Linked DNA regions of Gossypium hirsutum: region 2 is linked to region 1. A link is a contact called in public Hi-C data. All regions are on one chromosome and are shown on one strand. Each heading gives the region's core, a stretch centred on a gene start, on an enhancer-like site or on the middle of the called end of the contact. The rest is flanking DNA. Distances are from core to core; before and after follow the strand shown. Region 1 holds the start of LOC107926277 (epoxide hydrolase A). Region 2 has its middle 22 kb from the start of LOC107893484.

The links. Hi-C and Micro-C count contacts between places; a contact is called where the count stands out from the background.
Region 2: a Hi-C map of leaf shows a contact between it and region 1, with 2.5 times the contacts expected there. The contact joins the enhancer-like site here to the promoter of LOC107926277 in region 1. A contact is called at or near these places in 4 of 34 Hi-C or Micro-C datasets (leaf and seedling).

What each region holds. Positions count from the first base shown.
Region 1 is chrA08:17,205,486-17,210,846 of Gossypium_hirsutum_v2.1, reverse strand. LOC107926277 (epoxide hydrolase A) reads left to right here and starts at 2,115. Exons shown (of 3, transcript XM_016857130.2): 1 at 2,115-2,855; 2 at 3,852-4,090; 3 at 4,224-4,617. The coding sequence starts at 2,391. The coding sequence ends at 4,470. It overlaps LOC107926359 (60S ribosomal protein L18-2), which reads right to left. Exons shown (of 5, transcript XM_016857237.2): 5 at 4,641-5,028. The coding sequence ends at 4,870.
Region 2 is chrA08:17,779,977-17,785,855 of Gossypium_hirsutum_v2.1, reverse strand. No RefSeq gene overlaps it. Among protein-coding and RNA genes, the nearest start is that of LOC107893484, 22 kb to the left of the region's middle. Within about 2 kb of position 4,350, at least 3 of the 9 cell types and tissues checked have an H3K27ac peak or open chromatin away from gene starts, as enhancers often do. A contact at or near this core is called in leaf, where this site is marked.

The sequences.
Region 1 (5,361 bases), core at 866-3,365:
ATCCCGCGTCGAATACGGGTAAGGGGTGTTACAAATTAGTTTTTCCTTTTTACTACACAATTACAACATGATGGAAAATTTTAAAAATTAATAAGCTAACAAACTCCAAAAGGATGTAAATTTAAACCCTACCAAGCTAACAATGAGTAAACCCCAATGGAATAAGAAATCAAATAAAATTTTGAAACAATTTTTTTCTTTTTTTGAAAAAGGTAGATTTATTTGATTCGAAAGAACCAAAAATCTAATGCCAAATGTGCAAACCCCATATACTTACTATGAAGCTTAGAAACAATGATTGGAAATCAACCCTCACTTTCTCTAATAACGGAGAAATTATTTTATGGACCCTTTCCACCACATCATCTATGATCTAGCCCAATTAGAAGATGACACATCATCTTTGATTTGGAATCAAATGTATATATAATGTGGAAAAAAATATGATGTACCATTTTCTAATTAGACAGAACCATAGATAATATGGTGGAAAGGGTCTATAAAATAATTTCTCCTAATAACAAGTTACAAAGAGAAATTATTGACTATTTTATTTAGAGAAGAATCAATAATATCAATTGAAACAAAATATTAAAAAATTATGACCCAATTTTAACCAATGATATTTCAACCTTGGTTAATTCAATATTATCCTAAGATGAATATAAGAAAATTCTCTCTTTAATTCAATATTCAAAGTTGATAATTACAAAAAAAAGGGTTATATGCCTACTTAAAAGAAAATTTTGGGTTGTATTTTTTAGGGAAAGACTCCAATTCAAATCTTAAAGGTGACATTCTTGAGAGAGATAACTATAAACCCAGAATAGATTAATCTTTATGAACTGTAAATTAGTCCTAAAAGATACATTGGTTAAAAAAAGTGAAAATATTTGGGTTTTTCTTAAAGCTTACAAGCTTAACTTTAAAAAGTATAAATCTAATTAAAAGTTTTAATTAAAAAAATTAAAATTAAAATATCATCACACTGGAGTAGAGATTTTTTTCTAGATCCACCTATAGTTTAAATTGTTGGTGGCATTGGAGCGAAAAAATGGTACGATGGATCGTGGTTGAATAACTTAAAAATTAGAAAAGATTTTGGTAGAGCAGAAGGACTGGTCTCAGTGAAGCACAGGGGCGTAGCTAGGGGGGCTGGCATGGGCCCTAGTCCCCCCTAAAATAGAAAATTCTATTTTAGGCCCTTGAAATTTTTTAAAAATTTTAAATTAATAAAGGTAAAATTGCACTTTGGCCTCCCTAAAATTATAAAAATTCAATTTAATCCTTTACAAATTATAAAAATATAAACTATAAAAAGTTAAAATTTCATCTGGCCCCCCCTAAAAAAATTTTCTGGCTTCACCCCTGTTGAAGCATGTCCAGATCAAAGATAAGAAAAGATTTCAGTGATGTAAAAAGACTGGTTCAGTGGAGCATGTTGTGAGAAGCATTTAAATCAAGTTTATTTCGTTGAAGCATGCGACTAAGATCATGTATGAAATCTTTATGTGGCAATCTTCTCCTTCAACTTATAATGGGTTGACCACCTCGATTCCACGACCCTATTCATCTAAATAATTCCATCTCTTAGAATTCTTAATATCAAGTAAGAAATTATTTATTGTATCTTCCTTAGTTGATATATGTTTAACCCACACTCTCTTATATGTTACAATGATAACAGTGACAAAGTTAAGGGTATTGAATTGGCTAATATTTATATGTGATAAGCTTGCTTAAAATAAATATATTTTTTCAATAAAATAATATCATAATATAGCTCAAACATACTAAACTTAAAGGAAAATATTTATTATATTGTTAGTGGAGTTTTTAAACTCTACAAGTAGAATTAGAGAATTGACAAGTATCTTATAGTGGTTTTAAAAAAATAAACATTTAAGAAAACATATAACAAATTTTTAAAATTATTTATGGAATAAAAAAATACGTTCCCAAATTAACATTCTTTAGTTAAATACCAAATTAACACTTCAACATGACAAATAAGGTGATATCAATATTTAATATTAGATTTAATTTGTAATAAAGTTTTTTCCCAAATTAACCCATCAGGTGATATGAATATCTAATATTACATTTAATTTGTAAAAAAGTTTTTGTTTTGAAATAATAATAACAGTTTTCAATCTTATCCTCATTTTGTAATTCTGTTTTTAGTGAAAGTGGTGGCAGTCCATTGTGAGGTGTGAACATTACAGTGTATCAAAATTTGGATTTCCCATCTTCGTCTTTCACTCTCTTTTTTTATTTATTTTATATCCAAAGCGTAAATCATAAGTAACAGCCAAAATCCCAAAACCAAAAACTCTATTTGAAGTTTAAACACACACACCACTCCACCCTTTGAGGCCAAAGCTATAAAGATGGAGAAGATTGAGCACACCACGGTGACCACCAACGGCATAAAGATGCATGTGGCATCCATTGGCTCCGGCCCAATAATCCTTTTCTTACACGGCTTCCCTGAGCTTTGGTACACCTGGCGCCGCCAGCTTCTTTCGCTCTCATCCCTTGGCTACCGTTGCGTCGCTCCCGATCTCCGTGGCTACGGTGACAGCGACGCCCCTCCATCGCCCGAATCATACACTGTTTTTCACGTTGTGGGGGATCTCGTAGGCCTCCTCGACGCCCTTGGTGTTGACAAGGTGTTCTTGGTGGGGCATGATTGGGGTGCGATGATTGCTTGGAATTTTTGCTTGTTCAGGCCTGATAGAATCAAGGCTTTGGTCAACTTGAGCGTTCCTTATCATCCTAGGAACCCCAAGGTGAAGACTGTGGATGGGTATAGAGCTTTGTTTGGTGACGATTTTTATATTTGCAGGTTTCAGGTGAATCACTTAACCTAGTTTATATTTTCTCTTCTATCTTCTGAATTGTCAATTTTTACAATGATGGGGAAGTGCAAAACAGCAGCTATGTTCAACACAATTTTAATAAACCATCTTCACAAATTACAGCTATCCAATCTATTTCACCCTTTTTTTAAGCCTTGTTTGATTGTTCTGCATGAGAGACTTGTTTGACTCACTTGGAGTATGTACATTTTGGGATAGTTAAGAAGCATAGATTTTGTGATTTGGGAATAATTGGGGCCCCTTATCTCTATTCTTGTGTAATGGGTTTTTAGCATTTAAGTTTCCTGCCCCACCCTCTGCCGTTCCAATTAATTTGGTCTCGGCATTTTAAGTTCATTTTGTTTTTCTTTTTTTTCTTTTTTTTGGAATAATTGCTAATCGAATTTATCATGATATCAGAACTCTCGAGTTCAAATCTTAACAATATCTGGTGAATCTCGTTCATCATTCCTCCGACTTACATGTTAGGGGACTTGTTGAAACTTTTTTAATAACAAGTAGACGTAGAGGTTGTCTAAGGATTGAACCCATGACTGGTGTCACCGAGACTTGAACACAGATTCTTTGTCACTCCATCAATGCTTCATTCGAGGGGGACTTGCTGCAACTTAAATATGATAGTTGGGTCTTTATCTTAGCCTAAGCTTTTGGGATCATTGGTAACAAATTCTAGTGTCTTATTATCTCATCTACTAATGTATAAATAGACAAACTTCTGCATTCCCCTATCCCTTTTCTGAACTTCTATGATGAACTTCCCACAAATGGTTGGTGTGATTAATGAATGTAGCTATAGACTATACCCAACTCTGCTTGATCCAAAAATAAGATGATAGTGAATAGGAAGTTTGCATGATTGAGACCACCTTTAGTATACAATTTTTTCTTGTTACAGCAAATGGAATTGCTGTCATCTTCTTCCCCTTTCCTACCCTTCAATTCAATATGATTTTCATAAATATGCTGTAGGTACCAGGGGAGGCTGAAGCACATTTCGCGCAGATGGATACTGCCAAAGTTCTGAAGAAATTTCTTACAACTCGAGATCCAAATCCTCCTTGTATACCTAAAGAAACAGGGTTGAAAGCGTTACCTGATCCTCCAGCCTTACCCTCTTGGCTCTCCGAAGACGAAATCAATTACTTTGCCACCAAATTTAATCAGAAGGGCTTCACTGGAGGACTCAACTATTATCGAGCTATGAATCTGTACGTGTAGGCTGTGATTGTTCAACTCTCATTTCCATTTGATTTTTCTGCCTAATTAAGTTCCACTTCTTTGTTTTTTCAATAATCTATCATTGAAGGTAGCCAAGATGATCTGATATGTTCTTGTTTGCAGAAACTGGGAACTGATGGCACCATGGACTGGATTACAAATCCAAGTACCGGTTAAGTTCATCGTAGGCGACCTGGACATTACCTACCACATCCCTGGTGTTAAGGAATACTTACAAAATGGCGGATTCAAGAAAAATGTGCCTTTCTTGCAGGAACTAGTTGTCATGGAAGGAGTAGCCCATTTTATCAACCAAGAAAAGCCTCAGGAGATTAGCATGCACATTTATGACTTCGTTAAGAAATTCTAGGTTCTTGCCCTTCTCTTGTTTTCAACTCTTCCCTTGAAGCTTGTCACCCAACAATAAGGCCAGTTTTATACCATAGCAAGGCCATTTGCTTGCTCTATTTAATGTTTTCCCTGTTTTATTTGAACTACTGAAATTCATATTTTTGCAGTGCTTTGCGTCTGGTTATCAGCTTATGGAACTCAATGCTGTTCTGATTTATATATAAGAAATACAGACATCCAACAACGTTCTTCAGTCACTCTAAAATCCTTTCCGTTAAACAAATTATAAAAGATTCCAAATTACAATCATGGAAAAGAAAAAGAACAGGAAAGGTGGAAAGCAAAAAAAACAAAACTGAGCATTCCCATTATCATGATGGGTTGATAAGTTTTTTTTTTTTCCAGTGCAGTTGGAATCTCAAACCCTGAAGCCTTTGCTGTTCCTTCTTCCTCTAGCCCTCTCAAATTTCCTTGCTTTTGACCGCACATAGGGCTTGGTGTGGCTGTGTGGCACACCAGGAGCAGGTCCGAAGTGCTTCACAGCCTCACGAGCATTCTTTGGACCTCGAAGGAGAACCTGCATATTTTCAATGTAGAATTTAAGTCAATTTCACCATTGCAGTATGTAGATCAGTAATTGATAGCAATTCTTTTTGTCAAAGCTTCAAATGAAATCTGTTAAACCAATAGAGAAACAGGGAAATGATATGAAAGACATAATTCAAAGAGTATAATCTTTTGAAATGAAAGTATTTCACAAAGGTGGATTGCACAAAATAAGATATAATTTACTTTGTTAAGGCGAACCTACACCTGCACTTTAGAACTGCCATAATCATACAGTGAAATACTCAATTGACCACTGCAGGAAGACAGGAGGAGGAACACTTTTATCTATACAACACAGAAG
Region 2 (5,879 bases), core at 3,101-5,600, 570 kb before region 1:
AAACCATAACAACCCCCAATTTGGCATTTAAACACTTCCCTTGAACAAACATCAACCTCACAAATCCCTAGCTTGCTGAAGGGTTAATCACCATGCGATCTTCACCTAGGAAACCTGCATGATTAAACGAGGTTCATAGCAAACTAAAATGATAATTAGGTGTAAGGGAAAAACTAAAACCCTAATATAGAAGAACACGATACTTACACCAATAATTAATTAATTACAATCAACTCTAACAAACACCATACAATCGATCGCACCAAGTGATAGTAGCACAAAAGCAATAACATTGGAAAAAAGTGAAAACTAGAAAAACAATAGGACAAGAATAATAAAAAGAGAAGGAAAAGTGATAAAGGAAAATGGAAGAAGCTTGGAACATGAGAGAAATGAGGGCATGAGGAAGTGAACAACCATTTTGTGAGAAATTTGGGGAATAATTTTGGGATAATTTAAAAAAGAATTTTAAATGAAACTAACCACCTACCAACTAATTTTGGTATATTAACTTAATTAGTTTTCCCCCAGAATTAAGATTCCACCCAACTATTACAACATGTGCGGCACACTCATGGAGAAGTAAAAATTATTTGCATTTGCACGTACAGGGATTCATACATAGGACCATAGTGTAAGTTGAAGCCTTACCACTGAACTAGCAAGCTCATTCTATCATTAATTGAGTGAAAATAATATAAAAACTTAATATCCAAAGTTAAGGGTTGGGAAAAAATGAACAAAGTTTAAAGGAAAAAGGATTCAAACCCATAACCTCTCACACACTACTAGCAACACTTAACCATCGAACCAAATCAATTCACTTTGACAATTTTTTAATAAATCAAAAACTAAAATTTTGGGGCGTTACATGTGGTTTTATAGAAGTCAGTTTACTTAAAGAGGCATAGAGTCGAAAATGGGATAAAAAAACAAGTTGAGAGAGAGAGAGAGAGGAAGGGCGACGGAAGGAGGGATTTTTTCATAGTAATTTTAGAGTTTAAAAAGTTGATCCCTTCTTCATCATTAGAAGGGTATTTATTGGAGGAAGTCCTCTTGTCCACTAGTGTGATGTGGTACATTACTATTAGGAAAGTTACCATCATGCGAAGCGTGAAAGTGCACTTTAGGACCTATTCTATTGTGGTTTCAATTAGTACAAAGTTGTTACACCTAAATGGGCCACTAATTGTACTAAAAACATATTCACACTTGAAGAGCGTTCACACTTAAAAGCGGGTGCCTTAGAAACAGATGCTTATCTCATTATAGAGGAGTGGGAAGGCTTGCTAGAAATGCTCATCTAACGGGTGGTCCTGATAACGAAAGGATGCTGCTCCCCTAACTAACACGGTGATCAATTAGGACATTGTCTCATGTAAAGTCAAATGGGAGGGTAACACCTTCTGCCTTGTTAATATGTATCTAGGTGGAGGAGGAATATAACATAATTAAGTAATCATGTGTTTTTATTCAGTTAATATATTTATCATTATTTTTGTTATAGAAATAAGGTGAGAGTTAAAAAGTTAGCATAATAAAAAATTTAATTTGTAATATTTACATATTCTGTGACTTCCATTATTTTTAAGTGTTTTGCTTAGCTCATTAAATCTTCCCTAGCTTCCCATTCTCAACTTTCTTCTTCTAGCTCTTCATAAACCTTCTCTTTTGCCATTTTGGTTGTAAAATACAGTTAAAAAGTCATACCAGTTCGTAAGCGAAACACAAATCATTTAGAAACGAAAATATTCATAAAGCATATAAATGGTAAAATCCGTCAGAGTTCCTTAGTAATTTAAACTGAATTGTGAAAATCTTTATAAAGCTAAATCAAGAGCTAATGTCATTTTCTTTCCTATGACTCGCTGGGGGAAACAAACGGAAGGAAATGATAGAAGATTAAATGCATAAATAAATTAGAAATTCACAATGTAAATTAGTTTCTCTTCTCATTTTTTTGGTTCTCATAATGGAAAGATTTCAAAGAAAAAAATTTGGAAATAAATAAAGTAGTTAATAAGCTTTATATTATTATTAAACGTTGAATATTAAACTTATTATTATGTGAATTTTAAATTGTGAGTCAACATTTTATTATAAAATTGATAACAAATAATAGAATTAAAAAATAAAAATATAATTAATTGAATGACTATTTTATAATTAAATAATAAAAATACTAAGTTACACTCAAAAACATTATAATATAAAAAGTGGGGGGTGGTATTAAATTCATGATAATGTATTAGAAGGATGAGTCACATTTTGCAAAAGTCCTAATGTACTTAAATGTCACTCTCAATTTGTTTGAAATGCTATTGTAACACTTTATTGTAGATATTACTTCGTGAACTGTTTTCCATAAGTACTAATAAACTGCACTTAACCAAGGGGAAAAATAAACTTAACCTAGTTGACGATCAAAACAAGAAAAGGGATAGGATAATTTGACTGAATTAAATCAACTCGTTAAAATATATAAATTCTGATGCTTTCATCCTTATCCAATTAATTTGTTTCCATATTAGTTATCTTTTAGGGTCAATATTTTAATTCATTGGGTATTTGCTTTACACCCTGTTTGAATTAATCCCTTTAAAAAAAAAAATACATATCATCTTGAATAAAAATAATTCATTACAATATTTTTTCAAATATAAATTTTTAAATAATTATATAAAATGAGTAAAGAAAAAATATTTTATATTTTAATAATATGTTTTTTATTTCTTTAGGTTACCTAAGCATTTTGATGGATAGTAGGTACTCAACTTTTTTTAATTTTTCCTTTTTTAAGTTAAAATTCTTTCCATCATCCTCAATCGGAGAAAGTGGTTCGAATTTTTGAGAAAATTTATTAAAAAGAATAACTATTAATCCTAAAGGTGGATTACAAAACTAATATTAAAGATAATAAAATTAAAATTTTATCCATTCCTTCTCTTATTTTACTCTAATTTCCTTCTTTATACCTTAATCCTAGGATTAATTAATTATTTTTAGATTCAATGAATTCTTCGATTCTCTATTTTTTCTTTCGTGTTTTAAACAGCATGGAATAAGGCTGAGAAAATTTTCCTGAATCGATTTTCTTTCTTTCCATATATTGAAATTAAACATTAAATTGTTGTCCGTTCCTATCACAATATATCCATTTCACCAAAATCTAAAAGCTACTCTTCAACTACAAAACAATAGTCATTAATAGTAACATTAATTTGTGGATATCTTCTTCAGTACGTAAGAATGTAATGGATAGGTTTTTGCTAGGAAGGGTTTGGATGGATAAATTTGTTTGTCATGGTTAAATAATTTTTTTTGTTATTTAAATTTCGATCCAAAGTTAATATTTGAGTTTTTATTCTTATTTGATACTTGAATTTAGCATTTAAGGTTTTTTTTGTTGTTATCTTAATTAAATATCTAAATTTGACTTCTATTTTTAATTTAGTATCTGAACTTTTTTTTCGTACATTAAGTATCTATGCTTTTTACTAGAGTACTAGGTCAAACATTCATTGGGTCACGTCATTCTGTTTAGTTTAGATACCAAATTAGATATTAAAACTAAATTTAGGCACCAAATGATATATTAGTCCTTTATATAAAATGATATATTAATCTTAAAGAAAAAACATTTTGGTCACTAAATTATTAATAAGTTTACATTTTGGTCATTCAACTTCAAAAAATTACAAAATAGTTATTGAACTATTCAAAAGTTATTTATTTAAGTCACTAAGTTATTTTTTTTAAAGTCCGATTAGTGAGTTTCAAGTGACAATTCAACGATTTGTTTAATGGATTAGTACCTATCGATTAGTAGAAGAAAATACCTTAGATCCAAGTTGATTTAACAACTAGTATTCAAAATCAAAGAAAAAGTTGTTTGAATTTTGATTTGTAGTTTTTTTAGTTCAAAGTTGTTTAATGAAACAAAGTGAACTGTAAAAGAGAAGGGGAAAAAGAGCTTTCAATTGGTGTAGGCGATGCTAATAGAAATGATTATACAACAGCAACTTTAACAGTTTAGTGACTTAAATTAAAACTTTTTGATAATTCAGTGATTATTTTTGTAACATTTTAAAATTAAATGATCAAAACATAAACTTACTAATAATTTAATAGCCTTTACTTTAATTAAAAAAAAAAGAAAAAAAGAAAAAAAGAAAAAAGCAGCAGCAAAGCCCATAGATAAAAAAGGTTTGAATGTGACACTCCTACCCTCTACCCTATTCCAAAGCCATGTGAGCAATCAGAAAAGTTTCGATTGGTTTAATGTGGATCTAAAGGGCAAGAGAAAAATATCAACTTGCTTGACTTGACGGGAGGCTTTAAATAATTCGTTTAAACTATCTCAAGTTTAAATAATAGATAACACTATCCTCATAGTCCCCAAGTCGTCATGAACTTACTGTCACATCCAACATTTGTACTTTTTTTTGCTTTTTTAATAAAGAAAAATAGGATTTGTTGTTTAAGTTAATATTTATAATTTAGGACTTATTATTTTATTATAATTTTTATAATTAATTACTAATATAATTTTAAAAATAAATTTTATATTATTATAATATAAATCCTTAACCTTAAATTTTATATTTCTACACAAAAACTTTAAATCCTAAACCTTAAACTTTAAACTTTAAATATTAAACATTAGATCTTAAAACCTTAAATACTAAGTTTAAAATTTAAGTCCTAAGTATACATCTTAAAAAAAGTAAATCTAATAATTGAAATATTAAATATTAAGTATAAATATTAAGTGTGTATTTTGACACCACAAAATAATGGATGAAATTGTAATTAGAAAGACTATAATTCTCTATGTCGTGTTTAGTAATACAAATTATAGTTATATAATTTAAATTCTATAAAAAAATATAAACAATATTTGAGAGAAAAATAACAAGATAAATAATCATCATATGTAATTTTATTAATTGCTTTAATATTTTATATTTGCTGGGTTATTTATTCTCTAACATTTAACATATACTAATTAATTTGTTGGTTTTTAACCAATTTCTTTATCATCTAAACTGAAAATTGAATATGTATCATTAATTATTATTAGGATCTTCATCTTTTGTATACTCTTTAAAGTATGAATTATCTTAATTCCACTTACGAATGAAGTTACGAAGTAAGCAACATGCTAATATGATTCACTCAATTTGTTAGTCATCCTTTAAGAATTGGAGAATGTAATTTGAACGCTTCAATTATACTCAATTAAGTGAGACCCATTAATTACAATGGTTATTCAACTATGTAATTTTTGTATAATTAAAAAAACTTACACCCAATCCAATTACTAAGTAGTTTTTCAGACACTACTCAAATATTATTTTAAATAGGGCAAATTACACAGATAGTCACCCAACTATATCAAATTTTGGTCACTCTCGTTAAAATCACAAACGAAAATCACAAACGAAGTTACATAGTTCAGTTATTTTGGCCACTCACAAATTTTAGGAACTCAAAATAAAAAGTTTGCAATTTAAGCACCCAAGTTACATAGTTTAGTTATTTTGGTCACTCCTATTAAAATCACAATCGAAAAGCTAATGTAATGTTAAAAAAATCAATAAAATAACAAATTTAGTCCTCAAATTTTACATATTATATCAATTTGGTCATAATATTAAAAAATTAACCCTCAAATTTACAAATAGTTCCAATTTGATTCTAATTCTAAAAAATTCAAAAAAAAATACATAAATATTTTCAAAAAAATATAATAATAAAATTAAATTTTATGTTAATATTAATATTAGTATTCATATTAATATTAATTAAATAAACATAATTATGGATCATGTTTGAATTGATATATTATGGAAGATTGTTGAATGAAAAGTTATATA